Linked DNA regions of Oryzias latipes: region 2 is linked to region 1. Evidence: chromatin contacts called from public Hi-C data. All regions are on one chromosome and are shown on one strand. The core of a region is the stretch at or near the end of the contact, and the rest is flanking DNA. Distances in the headings are between cores, read along the strand shown.

Region 1 (5,835 bases), core at 2,691-5,190:
TTCTTTCTTTGTGCAGCTTTGAACCTGGTGGCATGGCGCCAGCGCAGGAGCACGGTCACAAAGATGACAATAATCACCACCAAAGCGCCAGTAACAAAGGCAACCATTATAGGAAAATAGTCATCACTTTGAGGCTCACTACTTTCCCCGATGTTTCGGTCGATTGGGGTCTCCATGGTACGCCGGATAAGATCGTAAATGAGCGTTGAGTTGCCCACAGTGTCATTGACATATAGAAACACAAGCACCAGAGTGTGGAGTGATTTGGGATATCCCAGGTCACTGATATTGACAACTAATCTGTGTAAGCCTATGTCAGTTGGAGCAGGTTTTTCCTCCAGTGTAATGTTTCCCGTGACAGGGTCAATTCTGAACAGACCCTTGTTGTTTCCACTCACTATGGTGTATTTCAGTTCAGCATTCATCCCTGTGTCACTGTCCACAGCAAACACCTCTGCCACAACAGATCCTGGGATGGAGGAGAGAGGGACGAGCTTAAAAGAGGTGTTGGAAGGGGGGTAGATAACAATGGGGGTGTTGTCATTCACGTCAATGACATTGATGGTCACCTTGGCGGCCGAAGAGCAAGGAGGCCTACCGCTGTCTATAGCTCTGACGTCAAAAGTGTAGGAGCTCTGTTGCTCCCTGTCAAATGACACATTAGATTTTATCACCCCGGAGAATGGATCCAGAATAAAGTTCTCATTGTCATTCAGTATGGAAAGAGAGATAGCAGCATTCTCTCCAGCATCTGAATCTGTCACAGTTATTACCCCCACAGTGCTGTATTTAGGAAGATTCTCAGACACAAAGAACTGAAAGTGGTTATGCGTGAACTTAGGATTGTTATCATTTTCATCCAGCACAGTCACAATAACAGCTGCTTGTGCTTGCAGAGGGGGTGTGCCGTTATCTCTCGCCGTTACGGTGAAGAGGAACCTATCCTGATCCTCCCTGTCGAAAACCCTAGAAGCCGTCAGGACCCCCGTTTTACGGTCGAGATCGAAAAACGATGCATTTGGTCCCAGCTGATACACAATCTCTGCGTTTTTCCCGCTGTCCTCATCTGTGGCGCTGAGAGTTGTGAGGAACAGGTCACGTTTGTTGTTTTCCATAACAGCCAGCTCAATGACTGGCTGTGTAAAAATAGGCGGGTTGTCATTCTCATCCTCCAGTCTCACTCTCACTAAAGCAGTCTGATTTAAGCTTGGCTTTCCTGAGTCTGAAGCAACAATTTTAAAGTTGTACTCCTTTGTCCCCTCATAGTCCAGCAGCGCAGATGTCTCCAGCAGATACTGGTTGTCATACACAGCTTTGAGATGGAAAGGTACGTCCTTCTCTATGAAACATATGACCTTGCCGTTGATGTCAGTATCCTTGTCTGATACTGTGATGAGAGCGATTTTAGTGTTGATGGGATCTTTTTCTGAGAGAAAAACAGTGCCATTAATGGGACTTATTATGTATCTCAGGTCTATGTTGGGGGGGTTGTCATTAACATCAGTCACATTTATGATAACAGTAGCTCTGGCTGGACTTGAGCTGCCATCACTGGCTAAAACAGAAAGCTTGTGAATAGCAGTTTCCTCTCTGTCCAGGGGCCTCTGCACTGTAATGAGGCCAGAAGTTGAATTTAATGCAAAAAGTCTTTTTGTAGCTGGAGACACCTGAGTCCCAAATACATAATGGATCTCTGCGTTTGGCCCTATATCTGCATCAGTAGCCTGGAGCTGAACAACAGATGTGCCAATAGGAGAGTTTTCTGGTATGTGCACTTCTATCTGATTCTCTCTAAACACTGGCTTGTTATCATTGACATCTGTTACAGTAACCTGAAGAATGGCAGTGCTGGATTTCTGTGGACTGCCACCATCCTCGACTTTAATTTTCATCACATACGTGTCCTTCTGCTCTCTGTCCAGATTTTGCTGCACAATGAGCTGGGGCCACTTCTCCCCCTCAGGCGTTTCGACTATATCTAAGCCAAAGGCGCTTTGCCCGTTGATCAGCTCGTATTTGTGGACACTGTTGGGGCCGGTGTCTGGGTCAGTGGCAGACGGAATAGCAAAGCGGCTGTTAATGAGGGTGTTCTCCGGGATGGAGATGTTGATCACTGGGGATGGGAACATGGGGGCATTGTCGTTTGTGTCTTTCACGATTATTTTAATCTTTATCAGCCTAAAATAATCATTAGGCAGGACGACCACTTCTATTTCAAAGGAGCACTCTGCATCCTCAAACGAGGAACCAGGGCACAACTTTTCTCTGTCAATTCTGTTTGACGTGGTAAATATTTCTCCAGTGTTGCCCAGAACGCGCACCAGCGGGCTATCTCCTGCTTTCGAGACGAGCCGGTACACTAGATTAGCACTTGCTCCAGTTGCAGCACTTGTATGGGAAATGTTTAGGTCCTTTGGTATATTTCCAATTAGGACATTTTCTTGCAGCTCCTCTCTGATTGGGTAGATCAGCTCTTGAGCTATGGATGGATCTAACCATATGCAGGCAAGCAGGGAGCCCAACAGGTAAAAGTCTTTCAGATCCATGATATAGTTTCCAGCCTTTTTACAGCTCAGCTTAGCAAATTTTTGTAAGCACTGCTGTAACAGGCGATGACAGGAATCGTCCACGTGCACACCTATGAATAAATAACAAGAGTTTCTCCTAAGTAACTTTAACATGCACAACAATTCAATCAGCAGTCAAAAAACTTTAGAGTTGAACCCCATTTGAAATATTACTACCTGCTTTAATAAATAGCATTCTTAAAAAGCAACAGCAGCTGCCCTTGTTATGCCCCCCCTACACACACACACACACCTTCACATCCCCCCCAATCCTCCACATTTTATGGTCACTGAGAATTTCTAAACCCCGCAGGCAGCCAAACTTCACAACACATTACACGTTCTTATTAATTTCACACTTAAATTGTCAAATTTAAAGAGCTTAAGCCGTGTGTGGGCTGCTTAACGAATCAATGCGCATGAATGAAGCATACAAAGTACGCTCAGTCAGATGTTAAATTCAGTGGGCAACTGAGACCTATTCTTATCCTACATACCCAAATCCGTTGCAGCGAAGGAGAAAAACTGGAGTGTGTCAGCTCATAGTCTTCTCATCCCGCGCGCCGCTGTGTGCCAGAGTTTAGTGCTGGAGAGATCCTCCTCTGTCTGATCTGCGTCTGGGTCCAAGGGAAGAGGAGGAGGAGGAGGAGGTGGAGGGATAATGCAATAACTGGTCCGTAAGACTAATCAGACTGAAGAAAAGGTCTGGGATATAAGATGCTGATCGCACAGAAAGGGGTCAGCCAGAAGCGACATAGCCCGTGTCGCAGTTCCCCGTTGAAGTTTAGGAACGGACAGGGGACCCGACTGCGCGACCTGCGGGGATTGCGGTGATCAGCGCCGCGCGGCGAGCAGACACAGCAAGGTGGTCAGTGAATGATTTGCGGTCTTTTCCATTAAAAACGGCTCCCAAAATCAGTGTTCATCTCTCAGACTGTCCCATAAAATATATGAAAATAAAAAGAGCAAGAATTTCAAAGCTGTTTTTTTTTTCTATATTAAAAAATAAAATCTTCTCCCCTTGCTACCTGTGAAGGTGAAGGCGCCGACGAGGTGAATGCAAAAAGAGACACGCGTGTCCCGTCATGTTTCAACTTCAACAAGCTTCATCAGTAATCGCCAGATGCAAACTGGATTTTTTTTAAAAGGAGAAAAAAAATTAAGTAAAGGTTATTACTTCGGAGTCAATCCCACATGGAAATGCCAAAATGAAATAAAAATAAAGACGGCACTTCAGAGTCACACCGATTCGCTGAGTGGATGCGCCGGTCCTCCTCACCCCTCGCGCTCCCAGAGCTGAATATCGCGCACGAACTCTTTGCAAACCCACAGGAGGGGTGGTGAAGTATACCACTCCAGCGCCCCCACCCCTCCTCCTCCTCCTCTCTCACCCCTCCACCCCGCCAACCCTCGTCATTGGACACCGCCCATCTCTTTCAATTGCGTCGTCTAAGCGAGCGGACTCGGGATTGGCCCGCGGTCACGTCATTTAACGCAATCCGGAGGGTCGTCCGCTGTGTGATGCTCCATGGAGATGCTGCAGGCTGCACGCGCTTAACCAAAACCCTAAGGCTGGAGGGGGGCGGGGGGGGGGTGAGGATGCTGCCGCTGCTCATGATGATGATGACGCTGTTGTGATGATGATAGTGTAAAATAATAATTAAAAAGGTTATTATTCTCTGTGTTGTTGTGTTGTTTTGTTTTCTGTGTGCAAAAACAGGGAAACATTGGCTCCAAAGGACATATCAAACATATAACCTGTTAGCCAGTTGTCAGGTTGGATGTAATAGTAAGTGCAGACAAAATAAATGAAAATAAGAAAAAAAGATGCTTTAAGTGTTCTCTGGAATCTGGCTAAGAATAAAAAAAAATAACACACAACACAATCTTTGTGCAGAGTCACTTATAACTGCAGTCGGCACAGAGAAACCATTGTCTAAGCATCTTTGCACGAAGTGCATATTCACACCCTACATACCACATTTAGCACCCCGCAGCCAGTCGTCAGCACTTGTCCATAACAAATAACCTTGACAGCTATCCGAGTCATCAAAGTCATAGTGGCTCACAGTGCACGCTCTTTGAGTATTAGACAAATTGCATTAATTTCTATGCTTGATGCTCTGATGCTGGGATGCTATTCTAGGATGGATCCTCCTTTAAAAGTTTAAAAGCAGCCGGAGCTCATGACACCATAAGAGGTGAGGATGGAAGGGTTCATTTGGCAGAGGAAACTGAAATCATCCATTGAGATCTGTCACTATCACTTCATCCCAAACTGCTTTTCTCTCATTATTTCATTTCGGTTGAGAAAAAGACCCCTCTCAGTTCAAATCCACAGCTTACCCTGGCTGTGCTACTGTTGCTATGGTGGAAGTCTGTCGTGGTAAACACTGCCATCTTGAGGTGGAGCTTGACAAACGCCTCAACCAAGCTTCAAGCTCAAACATTTAATTTTTCAGTGGAAAAAAGAAATAGAGCTCTCCTCAGCATCACCTCAGGAGGACGGCGCATTAAATGGCATAAAGAGCGACTCATTTAGTGGAAGCATGCAAGAATTTAGATAACTAAAGTGAGTGTGAGCCTCACTCTATAATGTGAGGACATGTGAGCATCACTGAGGTGAGAACTCAGCTGCAAATGTCTCTTGAGATGGTGGCTTATTGCCCGGTCAGCAGTCCATTAGCACAACCAGCCTATGTGGCCTGACCTTTTTGTCTCTAGATCCAGCCTTCAGCATCCTTAGCTGGGAGAGAGCAGCTTTAGGAGTGATCTGTCACTTCGTTTTAAAGTCTGACACCCTGAGGTACATGGGAAAGTGACAACATAACTGTCAGCGCTGGTGAAACACCTTCTTGCTCTGGTGGCCAGCTGGAGTCATTAGTAACTCATCACTTGCTTTTACTTCCTCCCTGGGAGTGTGTACATGTGTCTAGTTTGTTTAATATTTTTTTTCCCTCCACAACAAGTTTACCTACAGAGATTTGAAAACTTGCCTGGTCTACAAGGTGAGTGTGTGAGCATAAGGATGTCGTAATTAGGAAAGCAGAAAAGGAACATTTTCAAAGCTCCAAAAACCTCTGACGGAATTCTTAAGACCCTCACATCGATTACTAGTTCTATCAAAATTCTCCACAAGTGATGCAGAGTTTCTGTCACGGCTCATTGAAACCTTATGGATTTTGTCTTTACAAACAAGCTGAATGCGGCACAACTCTGGTATCAGGCACCAGAGGGGCTAAAATAACCAGCTGCAGTTGGAGTCTGA
Region 2 (6,059 bases), core at 1,073-3,572, 130 kb before region 1:
AGGAAGTGGTCCAGCCTTTAATGTGGAAGCCATTAACTGATGTCCACATAACGCCGTCTAATGCATCAGCGTCTGTGGCTCACACTGTACCGCAGCAGAGCACTGTCATACATTTATTTCCCTCGAGGAGAAATAAGTATGGATAGCTAGATTTTACTGTAGCTGAGACTAACAGAGGCAGGGCTCAGTTGTTTACTGTGCTCCTATTATTGGATGCCAAGGTGTCCTTCTGTGAGCTTGACAGGCACTGAGTACTAGGCCAAATTGATTGGTCTGCTCTTGCCCACCAAGAGGACCTGAACTCAATTTGCTTGTGATGGCTTCAATTTCCTGGCTGGACAAAATCCCCCCACCCACCCCCGAGCCCCTACTCGTCAACACCCCCCCTCTACTCTCTTTCTCGTGCACTCTTTCTTGCAGCGTCTCTTCCTCACTCAAGAGCTGTCATTTAATTTCATTACTCAACAGGGGAGGTTCATGCCCTTTCTTAGCTTCTGTCTTTCAGTCCTCCTCCCTACCCAAAACCCCCCATCCCCTTGATCAAGAGTTTCAGGAAGGAAATACTTGTTTTTGAAATTCTGTTGTCTTTACTGTTTCCTGGAATAGTATTCATTTGCAGATTTTGCCTGGCAACATCTGAACAAAGGTTGAAGAAAAAAAGACTAAAGGTCAGGTTCTCTTTTCTCTCAGATGCTTTGGTGGTACAGATTTCAAAAAAGTTTTTTTAAAAAAAGAACAGAAACTAAATCCACCTTAACAAGTGTGTCTCAGTCTAGTCCTGGTGTTTTTAATTAGTAGGATTCTGTGGTGAGCGTATATATTATGGATCGGTTTTGTATCATTATCCCAGGCAGTACTCAGCTGGTTATTCAAGAGACAATCATCAAAGGTCGGTTTAATTTAGGCCTTGCTCCATAAAGCTTTTTTTTTTCTTCCACAGGGTTTTCAAAGACCCAATTTGCTTCCCCCAACATACGGCAGCAAGATTTCGTAAACTAATTTCAGATGCACGTAATGCCCACACGGTCAGCAGCTGATTAGAAAGAAAGCAGGATCTAACACTGGAGTCAAGCATAGAGGTCTTTGAAGTGATTACCTTACATGTTTTGGTCCTGCTTTTGTTGCTTTAAGATAAACATGTGGAGCCACTCAGCATATGCCAGCTTATGTCAAGATGAAAGATTTTACAAGCCATTATCAGAAACCTGCAGATTGTTCTCAGGGTATTAGTTGGCTTCAGAAATGTGCTACAACTGCAAAGATCTTGCTGTGATTTCAGACACCATGGATGGGGGGTTAGATTTTCAGCACTTTTAGATGATCTAGATGACTGGCAGGAGATTAAGGGCTGGCAAAATGAGAGGTTTTAAAGTCAGCCAACGACACGCTGTCAGAATAACGGGAAGACATAAGAAAAAGGAAAAAAAAACTAAAATCTTTATACATACTCACACAAACAAGCTGAATATTCGAAAATGAATAAAAAGAGAAAAGCTAGGGAATGTAAAGCGTCTAGCCTTCCCAACAATTCCTTCCTTTATTATTTTAGAGGACAGGCTCTCTTCTGCGTATTTACCAGCCGTTGTGCAAGCTTTTACCTTCAGGAAACAAGCAGCTGATCTGGTTCATATTTTACAATGATTCATCTTGCTCAGTATCAACCACAAGGCATACATGTGATACAACCAAATTAAGGCCACTCAGGCGGACAAACAAGCCGGGGATTTTCAAACCTATGCCTTTTCTTTCATTTCGCCTGGTGAGCCACTGCAATTTATTGTTATATTAAGACTGATTCTTCAACCGTTTATTTAGGCTGTAGTTTTTCTTTAATTCTGCTTTTATTATTTCAAAGACAGAGTAACCAAAAAATATATAATAAAATAAATAACAACATTGCTTTGCTTTAAACATCATACTTTATTGACTGTTGCGGTCAATGGGAAGATTTTGCAGACTTTATTATAGAAAGTCTAGAATCCAAGCGAAGCCACTGTGTTTTTGTGTGAAATTACATTTCAAGGAAACAAACTATGCTCACATCAATAAAAAAGACTGTCTGTGAAACACCCAGTTATCACCGTATTCTTCATCTTAACTCAGTGTCTGATCAATGTACTGAACTCATGTTGCATTCAGGCAGTGATACATCTTTTGAGCAGTTTGATCAGCTAAAGCAAGGATGACTTCTGCCGAGAGTGTGTTTGGTTTTCACAGACATGTTACGCCCTCACCATTGCTGGAGGTGTCTGTTCTGACTCTCTTCAAGTGAATCACAAAGCCCAGAGGGACAAAAAGCCAGAAGCTTATCTATTGTGCTGAGGGAACAAAGGAGAAAGCACCCTATCTGTTCAACAAATGAGAAGACTAAGCTGGACACTGATGGGCCTACTTACCTCCTGGGAAATTACAAGAAAAGTATAAAATCTGAGCTGAAATGTCAAAAAGAAAAAAAAAATGTTTCTTTTTTCATCCAGCCATCTGTCCCATATGTGAAATGGTAATTTCCATTATGCTATTGATTACCTAATCATCCCGAGACAAAGGCTGTACAAAATTGTTTGGCGGATCAACCCACTTATCCTGTTCTCCAACATGAATACCTTTAATGAAACTGCATGCAATGAGAATTGAAACTCAAGCTCATGATAACAAGAAACAAAAATAATCTCCCATGGAGAAAATTTGATTTATTAAGCTTTTTGACAAAATAATAAAAAAGTAATTTGGATGTAGAATATGTTTTGCAGTGCTTCAGGATGTTTAGAGGAAAAAGCTAGGTACATGAAGTAAAACAAAACAGTCAGATAGCTCCCTTCAGAGGTCAGTGGTTAGTTGCAGTATAGGTGCACAAAGCTGAGCAAGCTTGCTAGCAGAACTGAACACAAACAAAGCTCTGTTACCATTTGTGCAGTTGCTTGTGGGCACTATAAGCACAAAGCATAATGAACACTTTAGTAGGGTTTTAAGACTGAAAAGAATCCACTGCTTGCCTTTTGAAAAATATTCATATGAAATAATATACCTTGCTGATGTTATCCAATCTCTAGTATGTTAAAATGTTGAACTGTATCAATATTAGCATTCAGACAAGGTCTTCACACAAACACACATACGATTTTGTAAAACCCTGTCTATGGCAACAAATCTGTTTCTCTCTTGTTTGTTAGGTTTGTAAAAATGGCTGAACGAAGGACACCCAATGTTATTTGAGCAGAAGGATGTGCAAGCAGGAGTAAAGAATTCCCAATCAGAAAAAGTGATTTGACCTTGACAAACAGTAGGCTAAAAGGTTCAGTGCATTCAGGTCACAGAGTAAAAGGAAAGAGCTCTCCAAAAAGAATGAATTTAGAATCACAAACTGGTATTATTTCTATCTATATGTCTTTCCATCATTCTCTTTGCCTATCTATCTTCATATCTTTATATCCATCTATCTACTCTGCAGAGTATTGATTTTTTGTCAGAGACCTGTTGTGATGCAACTGGTTAAATTGCATTCTAAAACAAGATAGATTGTACTGTGCACACAGCTGTGCCAAGCAGATAAATCAATTAAAGTGACCTGATCTGACAAGTCGCCTCGTCCTCAGTCGGGCTTAATATGAGAACACACATCTGAGACTCGTGCCTATCTCTGTCTCACCATGGAACCCTCTTTCTCCTGAAAGTCTGATTGAAAGACGTGTTGACAGCACTTCAAGAGCTAACATTAACTTCAGCTGAGAAAAAAGATAGCATCATTTTTGTATTATTTGATTTTTTGTATTTGGCAGAAAAACAGATCCTATCAGGATTTTCACTATAAGGCAGTTTGAAAACTGACTTACAATATATAAAAAACATGTAGTAAACCCCAAAGATACTTACAATATTTTTAGAGAAATTAGTCATTATCTCACGCCCCTGTTATAAAATGTCATTGTGATTTATCAATCTAACACAGCATACAAAAAAATAATACTACAATTTGCAAATGAATCCCCTTACAAGCAAAATCCACCATATTTTCCACAATATAAGTCTGTTATAACCCTTGTGCTATCCTAGGCACTTTAACATTGGGAGTTGGGTCATCTAGACCCCACTAGACAGTGCGCTGAAACTTTTTTCTTCAATGATTTGTGATCTTCACTGGTGTCCATGGATTACATGAACTCTTTCCACCTTTATCCACCTTTTTCATGGTATGGAGAACACGTCAATGCAAGGGTGGGGTCATCTAAGATGGCACAAGGGTCAAAAGTCTTAATTATTTTACAAAAAAACGACAGTGCTCTGAATAATCCTGAGCTCCATGTATATGGATTAATCCTGGTTGTGCTTACTGATGTCAAAACAATTTTCTAAGGTAAACAGCGCATTGTTTAAATGTCAATCTGTTTTTTTTACAGGCTGCAAACGAGGTTGGTTGTTTTATAGATACGCTAACATGGCCAACGTGTAGTTGTGTCAGACTGCGTTTTTTTCTGTGTAACTAGCATAGTTGGTAGTTAGTATGGTCACAGGAATGTTTGTTTTAGTTGTATCAGTCTGTTATTTTGTGTTATTAACAAGGCTTGGAGTTACTGCAGTCACAGTAATGCTTGTTTTAACTGTATCCGTTTGTTTTTCTTAAATTTGCAAACACGGTTTTGAGTTACAGTTATTGTGAATACTCCAATACTTCAATGTACTCCTCGCTTCTAACGTCACATGTCATTTCGTACAAACAAGTTCTGGAGTTGCTATGAACATATAAAGTCTGACTGACTGACGGGCGTATCTCTGATTGTTTCCTCTTCCTCAAAGCTCCTTATAGTATGGTGTGCCTTATGACATTAGTTCGAAAGTAGACCATTCATTGACGGTGCGCCTTATGATCCAGTGCGCCCTACAGTGTGGAAAATATGGCATGTTTTAAAACAGCAAAAACACACCTCATGCTTGTCTTTTTATAACCACATTTACTTTTCTATTACTCAAGAAACACTTTTGAATAAAAATACAACAACTTTGTACTTTTTTACAGTATGATCATCAAGTCTGTAATCCTGTTTTTTAGGATTGTGACTTGAACAATAGCTGGAGAGCTAAAAACTGCATGAAAACCTGTGTTGACATCTTGCAAACAAGTGTTGAGGGTAAGAGGATAAAAAGAGAGCTGGACATTTTTACAGACATGAACCTAATGAGGACAAGATGATGCATCTAGACCTGATTGTATCTAGTGCCGATGTGATTGTTGAAGTTTTTTTTTATTATTGTTTTTTATTATTTTATTCAACAATAAATTCTGGAGAATAACTTGTATTGCCCTCACACGGGTTCCTGTAAGTTAAGCTAAATTCAGTTACTAAATCTTGGAAAATGCTCATAACACAGATGACTGTATGGAAAAAAAACATATAAATGTAAATAAAACACCAATCATAGTTTGGATGGCTGTTTTTCAGGTGTGCTCATCATCTTAATTCTATTATTACATGTTGTTGTTTTTAGCGTAAACACTTATGGCAAAGTGCTTTATTGCTGGAATTTTCTCAGTGAAGAAATGAAGCACATGGTCATTGCTGAAATTATGATTTACTGCTAGATGTAAATTTTTTGTCATGAGGCAAATATTACATTTGAGAGTGATTGTTGTTATCATGCAATGATAATCACTGGTTATACTATCAATCTCATGACTGGTGCTTTGAAGGCATGACGGATGTTTTGCCAATTCAAAATGGCACATTGATGCAGGTGGACTCCCCCTCTTTATACGTAAAAAAATCTGCCTTGGTGGCTGTTGTAAAAATAAAAAATAAAAACAAGTTAGAGCGTATGTACTGATATACATACAGTACATGGGGTCATTTGCAGAGCTGAGGGTAGCTTTGGATATTTAAACTGAAAACCCTGAAACAATTTAGTCTGTAGAGAAAGTAGAGTTTATTGAGTCTTACAAGGCGGTAGATATCAGGAAATTCAAGAGCAGGATGAACTCTGGTCGTGGTCTTTTGTTTTTTGGAAAGATATTTTGCTGAAGGGCTTAGTTTGTTCACTGAAAAGCTAGAAGTTTTCCCACGCCAGAC

What was found. Hi-C and Micro-C count contacts between places; a contact is called where the count stands out from the background.
Region 2: a Hi-C map of embryo shows a contact between it and region 1, with 2.5 times the contacts expected there. The contact joins the enhancer-like site here to the promoter of pcdh9 in region 1. A contact is called at or near these places in 3 of 5 Hi-C or Micro-C datasets (embryo and gastrula embryo).

Annotation. Positions count from the first base shown.
Region 1 is chr3:15,027,777-15,033,611 of ASM223467v1, reverse strand. pcdh9 (protocadherin-9) reads right to left here and starts at 3,940. Exons shown (of 4, transcript XM_020712961.2): 1 at 3,065-3,940; 2 at 1-2,638. The coding sequence starts at 2,546.
Region 2 is chr3:15,151,039-15,157,097 of ASM223467v1, reverse strand. The region is part of intron 2 of pcdh9 (protocadherin-9); the gene reads right to left. Among protein-coding and RNA genes, the nearest start is that of LOC110017366, 31 kb to the right of the region's middle. Within about 2 kb of position 2,322, at least 2 of the 8 cell types and tissues checked have an H3K27ac peak or open chromatin away from gene starts, as enhancers often do. A contact at or near this core is called in embryo and gastrula embryo, where this site is marked.